Regions from separate parts of the Ovis canadensis genome. Here region 1 is linked to region 2. Evidence: chromatin contacts called from public Hi-C data. All regions are on one chromosome and are shown on one strand. Each heading gives the region's core, a stretch centred on a gene start, on an enhancer-like site or on the middle of the called end of the contact. The rest is flanking DNA. Distances are from core to core; before and after follow the strand shown.

Region 1 (3,689 bases), core at 995-3,494, 72 kb before region 2:
ACAATGATAATAAAGGCTCACATTTATCACACCTGGACCTATGCTCACACTTTCAATGCACTGTCTCACTGAGGTCACACACTGTTTCAGTGAGGTTAGGGACTATTACTGTTATCCCCATTTTACAATAGAGGAAAACATGCACAGTTTAGCTCAACATGCAGCTGATTCCTAGTAAAGTCAAGAGAGCTTGAGTCAAGTTACACTTTAACCATAGAACCCTTACTTTACAGAGTGACCCTAGACGGTCCCTTCTCCTCTCTCCATCTCCCAGTCTATGCAGTAGGGCTGCTAATGGCCATGACCACCTAGCTCTGTGGGACTTCCAGCTCTGACTCCTTGGGTGAGGGGACCATGCCTCTGAGAGCCAGGGCCTCCCCCTAGGGTCTTGTGAAGCACGCAGATGACAGGACAACCAAAACCCACTGAATCAGACTCTCAACATACTGCAACCCCTCCCTCCCCACATCTGCAAGCCCTCAAGGCTAAATCATCTGCTGTGCACCAAGGTTTGAGAATTTCTGGGGTGGTGGGATCCTTTGACAAGAAGGAAGGTAGTGGAAAGCTCTCCCAACTCAAGCCCTGCTAGAAGGACTTCAAGTCACAAGGCTGAGAATGCTCTGGGGTCTGGCTTACCATTTCTTCCTCATCCAAAGGACAATTCCTCATCTAATGGGGAGATCAGTAAATTCTGAAGGTGTTACCTATTATGGGGGTGGGGAGAAGGAAGAAGTGGGTTCTACCCCTTAATCAGCTCTCCTTGCCATCCCTGAGATGGTCAGGCACAAGGGTCTGAATAGATGCCTCCTCCCCAAAAAAGAAAAAAAATTTGAGTGAGGTGGGACCAACAAGCATAGCTGAGGGAGGGGGAACCTGGGGGTACTGGAGTGGCAGGCAGTAAGGTGGGAAGACGCACATAAAAAAGCTGACCCCAGCCAGGCCTACTGGCCAGCCAGCTCATCCCCACCCCTCTGCGGCAGGCAGCTTGGCAGAGCTGAGCGCCAGCTTCTCCATCCAAACCCGAGTTCCCACCGAGCGTGCTTAATGCAGCGGCGGTGACATTTCTGCCGTCAGAGGCAAAAACAGGAACTCGGCCATTTTTTTGAAGGGCGCCCACAGTGCAGGCGGGAGATGAAAGAGGGTGGGGTTTCAACTCCTACGTCCACCGCCCTAACCACCCACTCTTGCCTCTGGCCCAGGGCTCCAGCCAGGTCATAAAACTTGGGTCTCCAGACAGACTAGGAAGCTGCTACAGAACTCTGACCTTCTTGTAAAAGTGGGGAAACTGAGGCCATAACGCTGACGCTAGCCGTTCTGGAAAAGGTAAAAGGAGGGATGGAGAAAAGCCCCGAGGAGAATGCCTTAAAGAATGTTCAGGTGGGAGCACCAGTCTGAGGAGCCAAAGGGCTGAAGCCAGCAGGCCCCAATGACCAGCCTCAAAAGAGCCCACACACCTGACCCCCCCCCCCCAACACTAGCACGCCCTCATGAGGGCGCTCGCGGCATCTTTAATCCTCCAAGCAATGAGAGGGTTAAGCTTCCTCGCGTTACTTGCCGCAGTAAGTGGAAAGGAAAGAAGTGTCAACTCTGTTCTCACCACAGCGGGGCTGTCGGATGGCACCTCCCCCCGCCCCGCGCACCCGGCCGGGCCGGCTCCCCCGCCCTCCTCTCGGAGCGCGCGCACACACCTCCCACCGCTTTGCCCAAATTATTTTCGATCCCGGGAGACTCCGGATGCCAGACGCGCTCCGCAGCGGCGGCGGCGGCCGCGCCTGATTCATTGCGCCAAAGCTGCAGATGCGACCTCCCGCCTGCGCCCTGTGCCCCTGCCCGCGCCGGGCTGCGTGCGCTCCTGGAGAGATTCGGGGGGGCGGCAATTTGTAGGCGCTCCCCCCTCAAGAGGCAGGCTCCGGCCCCCCGGGGCCAGGTCCCCAGTCCCCAGCTCCCCGGGCTGCACTAATTAGCTTCCTCGGGGGGCGCCACGCGGCGTGAGGGGCGGCAATTTCCCGGCTAGGCTGCGGGGGAAGCGCTCCCACCGCCTGGGAAGGTGAAATGGGAAACTCGATTCAAAGAGAGCTTTCCTCCCCCCCCCCCCCACCTCCCGCCTAGCGCGGTAGAAAACGGGTTTGAAATTCCTCCTCTCTCTTTTTTTTTTTTATTTATAGTGCACCGTCTCCATGGAAACCGCGGAGGAGGTCACGGTAGCTGGGCCCCCTCGCGTCACCCCGAGCCTCGCCGGCTGCAGGCGCCAGGATTGCGGCCTCCCAGGCGCCTCGGCCCGCGTGGACTCTACTTTGAGTTCCCCGCCCCCGCTCCACTCAGCCCGCGGCTCAGGCCATATGACTCTGGCGGGTCCTAACCGGGAAGGGCGCACCTGGGCACCAGTACGCTAGGCTATGCCTCTGTCCCCAGGCTTTGGCACGCGGGAGTGCGCCAAGATACACGTGCCCAGCTCCAAGACTAGAACACGTGCAGCGAGACGCCACCAAGGGGCTCACGGAACTAGTGAACGCCCTGGGCGATCAACCTATATAGGCGCACCACTCCAAACCTCTAGCTGAAACAAGACCACCCGTAAAGAACCTGGAGTCCCGCCTAGGTATCTTACTAGCTGTGACTTCGGGCAAGTCGCAACCTCTCTGCGTCTCACCTTGCTCATCAGCAAAATGGAATTGTCCCGTGGCTTGAGACTAACAAAGTACGTTAAACGTTTAACACTATGTTTGGCACGTGGTTCCGAAAAATGGTAGCTGTCACTAGGGTTATTTTTTACAGACTGCAAAAGCCGAAGCCCAAAAAGCATGGCTCAAGGGCGCGGTCAGCCCAAAGGCTGAGTTACACCTTGGGAGCTTCCCAGCATCTTAGCCTAGTCTCAGGCCGGAGGTTGAGGGGACGTGTGCCTGCTTTGCTGAGCCTGGGCCTGCCTGGGGGCGCGACGGGCGGGACCTCTTAGCCAGCCACATCCGCACCCGGAACCCTGGAGACGGGACTCCCCGCAGTGCGCGCCCCACCCCCCTCCTGCCCTAGCACTGTTAGCAACGGGCCTGCCTGCCCTCCCTCCCAGGGCTGAGGCCGCACCTGCCCCACCGGATGGCCGCCCCGGGGCCAGGCCGTGCCCCCCACCGCGCACACTTCCTCCCGGACCCCCAGCGCCCCGTTGAGCACGCAGGGAGGAGGGGACCCGGCCGCCCCCGCCCAGCCAGCTTCCCACAGCCCGAGCAGCCCGGAGCCGAGGAGGCAGGAAGTCTCAGAGCCGGGGCGTGGAGGCGGGGTAGGGGCAGGAAGTTGGGGGTGACTCTCCCAGAGACCCTAGACAGGCCCCGGCGTGGGAGCGGGGTGGGCGGGCGCGTAGGGATTAAGGGCGCGCCCCCACCCCCGCCTCTGTAGCCTTAGGCCACGTGATCCCGGCCGGAGCGCCCCGCTGGGTGAGGGCGAAGGCCGCTACCTCTGGCGACCCCCAGCAGCGCGCACTAGGAGGGAGGGGCAGCCTTTGTCTACTTTGCCGCAGAAGCAGCCCCCCACAACCCCTCCCCCACGCGCCCGGCCGGGCCCTGCACAGCCCGGGTTTTCCATCCGGCCCGGCTCGGCTCGGCAGCTGTCAGGGGACCGAGCTGACCTTCGCGAGCAGGGAGTTTCAATTAGCCGCAGATCAGATAAGCGGGCGGGCCCGTCTCTCCGGGCACCGCGGG
Region 2 (3,689 bases), core at 349-2,848:
AACAAAACTAGTTCAGCCATTACACGCATCTGGGAAACACAATCCAAGCATCACAAACTCAAACTGCTATACTCATTCACACAGTGGTCACACATATCAATTCCCTTAGTACACTGCCACACTGGCCACACACTCTGGGACTTTGGTGGGGAAACCACCTCCAATCTCTCATCAGGTACAGCTCAACTAGTACATAGTTACTGGCCCCATTTCCTGCCACTGTCACAAGGTTGAGAACACAGGAGGCCCAACAATGATATACTCAGTTCCAACAGGGTCCCAGAACCTCCCACGAAAGCTCCTTAAAGACCATGGCAAATCTGTCTCTCCATTGCTTCATTTCCCGTATAGAAATGGAGGCATCAGCTCCAGAGCCCTCCCTATTACAAATCTAAATCAGGAAAGAGGGCTGGCCCCAGATTAAAAAATTCAACCCCCAACCCCCAGACACCATTTCCTAGTGGTACATGTGTGTAGGAACAAGGTGAAGATCCTTCAACACAGCCTTACAAGCCACTCCTGTGGTTCCAGTTATAGGGCTAGCTGGGCTGGAGCCCTCATTTCCTCCAGTTAAGGCCTTGGCCCTCCCAGGGGCTTCCAGTAATCCCTTGCAGCCAGGGAGCACCCCGTAACTGTTCCACCAGGAAAGACTTCAAACATTCTCTTGTCTGGCTGTGTATCTGACTAATCCCTCAACCTCTGTGCCTGGATCCCAAATCTTGCCAGTTGGTCCAAATTCCAATACCTGCTCCCCTTCCAGAGCAGGTATTTCCCTTCCTCCTGCACACGTGCATATACACACACAGGCACTCTTTAAGAGCTGCAGAACCACTAGGTAGCCTGTGACCTAGGATGGAGGAAACCAAGGATCCTGGGCTATGGGCAGTGCTACAATTACCTCTCAACCCTTATTGCTTCCTCCAGGTAGGATGGAGAAACAGTTGTGGGGGAGGTCTGGCCTCTATCCACATCATCCCCACTCCCAGGTGGCTGGAGGCTGCTCTTCCCAGCATTCCATTCCAGGTTTTTATCCACTAGAAAGGGTAGCTGGACCCCTCATTTGTTCCCCAAAAGAAACAGACACAGACCCTGTACAGGGACACACAGGCTGGCTAGGCATGTCCATCTAAATGCCTGTTTTTTGGGTAAATTTTTGCAGGCCTTGCCCAAATGGGTAAGGTATAGGCCTCAAAGGGGCCCAGACAACATGCCCCAAGTCCCTGGGTTTCCTGGGAGATGGTCCTGCTCAAAATCCTCTGGCTTGTATAGGAGTCCAGCAAAGATGTGCAACTACCTAGGCCAACTTCCCTGAATCCAGGAGCATTCACAGGCAGCTCCAACCCTTTAATATGTTAAGGCCATTTTCCACCAAGCATTGCTATGGGCCAGGTTGGGTCAAGTACCCATTTTCTAGATGAGAAAACCAAACAGAGAGAGAAATTTGTTGCCCAAGAATATACAACTGAAAAGTTATGGGTCTGTGATTCAAATCCGGATTTGACTTCTTGTTTCTCAAAGGCTACAGTTTAGGCTCACACCCATATGCATAAACACTAAGGAATGTCCATGCTCACAATTCTCTCACACTCTCACAAGTTCCTACACACATGGGCAGCCCCCTCCCGCACACACACACACAAGCAGGCCTACACTCTCCCACGCCTGGGGCCTGTCAGCCACATTCTCCATGGCTCCCTCCCTCCAACAGGGACAGTGGCAGGCAGTCCACATTCCCAGGTTTCTGCCCTGACCCTGCCGCCACCCCCCTTCCCCACTCAGAGCACACATTCCTCCTGCTACAGCCAGATAACCAGCCCCAGGGGGAGGCCTGAGAGAAAGCAAGGCATTCTGGGGGCCAGACTGCTGGCCTTACTCTGGGCTGTTTAAGCTAGTTCTATTCCCTGATCTAGCATGGTAGGAAGTCAGAAGCTTTCCCTGTAGATAGTCCCCATCCTTTCAGCCACACCAGACCCAAGGTTTCCCTCCTTATTCCAGGGCTGAGAGCTGGAAGCTGAGAGCTTCACACTCCAGGAGGACTCCAAGGGTCTCCCAACTCACCCTTTGGATGCAAAATCCCTTATACAGTTAGTAATTAAAGCAGGACCTAGGGAACCCCCAGGACTCCCCTCTCTGCCACTCTAAGAGTCTCACAATAGGTAAAAGCATAGGTTCCATGCACCAAGAGCCCCTAGGCAGTTTTCCCCATCTGGGGGTAGTAGCAGTTAAATTCTCACAGCTCTGCCTAGGGTGCAACCACTTGGCGGGTTCAGCAAATCTGGAGTTATTTGCATACCCAGATGGCTAAGCCTGGAATTTCAAAGAATTCCCCAAGAAGAGGCAGCTGGCTTCCGGGTAGTGGCCCTGGAGGCTCACAGCTGTTGGGCTGGAAGACTGGGGACTGGGGCCCCTAAACACAAGATAAGATTGAAAAGGACAAGGGAATAATATTTCCCAGGTCTTATTACCACTCCCAGCTCTGTTCCTCCTGTCCTCAGCCTCCATCTCTCAGGTATGAAGTCATGTCCTGGTTGCCCAGAGTAGGTAGGCAGGCAAGACTAGTTGGCTAGTCATAGGGACTGCCTAATCTTTGGGGAAAGGTTAATGGTAGGCACCAGGCAGAGAAGTACTAGAAATATGGGGTCCCTTTATTCACATGAAGTAACAGACAGGTCTTTGTGCCCATGCAACCTAAAGCTAGGTGGCAAAGGCCCTGGCCTGGTCCTTACAAACCTGTCCACACACATGCACATGGCTACTATACCAATGCTGAGGGGAAAAGGTGGCTTGATACTTCTGGCAGACCTTGGGCTAGAATACTAACCTGTTTCCTTACTGTGATTAAGGCTATGATGGAGCGTAACTGAGCTAGGCACCGGGCCACCCAGTTCTGGATAATCTGTAAACAAAGCCAAGCCCAAACAGGCCTCCCCAGCCCAACAAAAGCCCCTCCCAGGTTCTGTCCAAGCAGATTTACTGACCACCCACTTCATGACTGTTATAGCTATAGGTCACCACTGCCCTCTGCTGGCAACTCAGGTACTAGCATCCACTCAGACAGCTCACTCTCTCCCCAAGCAAAAGCCCCTTTCAGTCACCTCCTCCATCTGAGGGCACAGAAACTTAAACCTACCCAACTGTTAGTTAAAGTTAGAGGGTGGCAGGGGACAGGATAAGCAGGGAAGAACCCAGGGACGGTGTTAAGAGGAGAAATCACAAAGAAATTCTGCCAAATCTTCCCAAAATTTACACCCCAAACTTGAAGGATCCTTTCTATCCAGCTTGGAAGTTAAAAAACTGGAGAAGGCAATGGCACCCCACTCCAGTCCTCTTGCCTGGAAAATCCCATGGACAGAGGAGCCTGGTGGGCTACAGCCATGGGGTCGCTAAGAGTCAGACACGACTGAGCAACTTCACTTTCACGCACTGGAGAGGGAAATGGCAACCCACTCCAGTGTTCTTGCCTAGAGAATCCCAGGGACAGGGGAGCCTGCTGGGGTACCATGGGGTTGCAGAGTTGGACACAACTGAAGTGACTTAGCAGCATCAGCAGAACCTTCCCCTTACTCTGTCTTATGCTCTTTGCCCCCTCCAAAGAAGGGCCAGGCTTAGATGACCCAGAGCCATTCTTTGACAAAGCTCAACTTCTCTGGCAGATCTCAGAAAGCCTTCGTTCCCCTGGTTCCTTCTGT

What was found. A called contact is a pair of places that touch in the nucleus more often than the background predicts.
Region 1: a Hi-C map of fibroblasts shows a contact between it and region 2, with 2.7 times the contacts expected there. The contact joins two enhancer-like sites. A contact is called at or near these places in 2 of 2 Hi-C or Micro-C datasets (fibroblasts and lung).

Annotation. Positions count from the first base shown.
Region 1 is chr5:63,588,111-63,591,799 of ARS-UI_OviCan_v2, reverse strand. No RefSeq gene overlaps it. Among named protein-coding and RNA genes, the nearest start is that of CXXC5, 58 kb to the right of the region's middle. Within about 2 kb of position 2,244, the one cell type or tissue checked has open chromatin away from gene starts, as enhancers often do. A contact at or near this core is called in fibroblasts, where this site is marked.
Region 2 is chr5:63,515,775-63,519,463 of ARS-UI_OviCan_v2, reverse strand. No RefSeq gene overlaps it. Among named protein-coding and RNA genes, the nearest start is that of CXXC5, 14 kb to the left of the region's middle. Within about 2 kb of position 1,598, the one cell type or tissue checked has open chromatin away from gene starts, as enhancers often do. A contact at or near this core is called in fibroblasts, where this site is marked.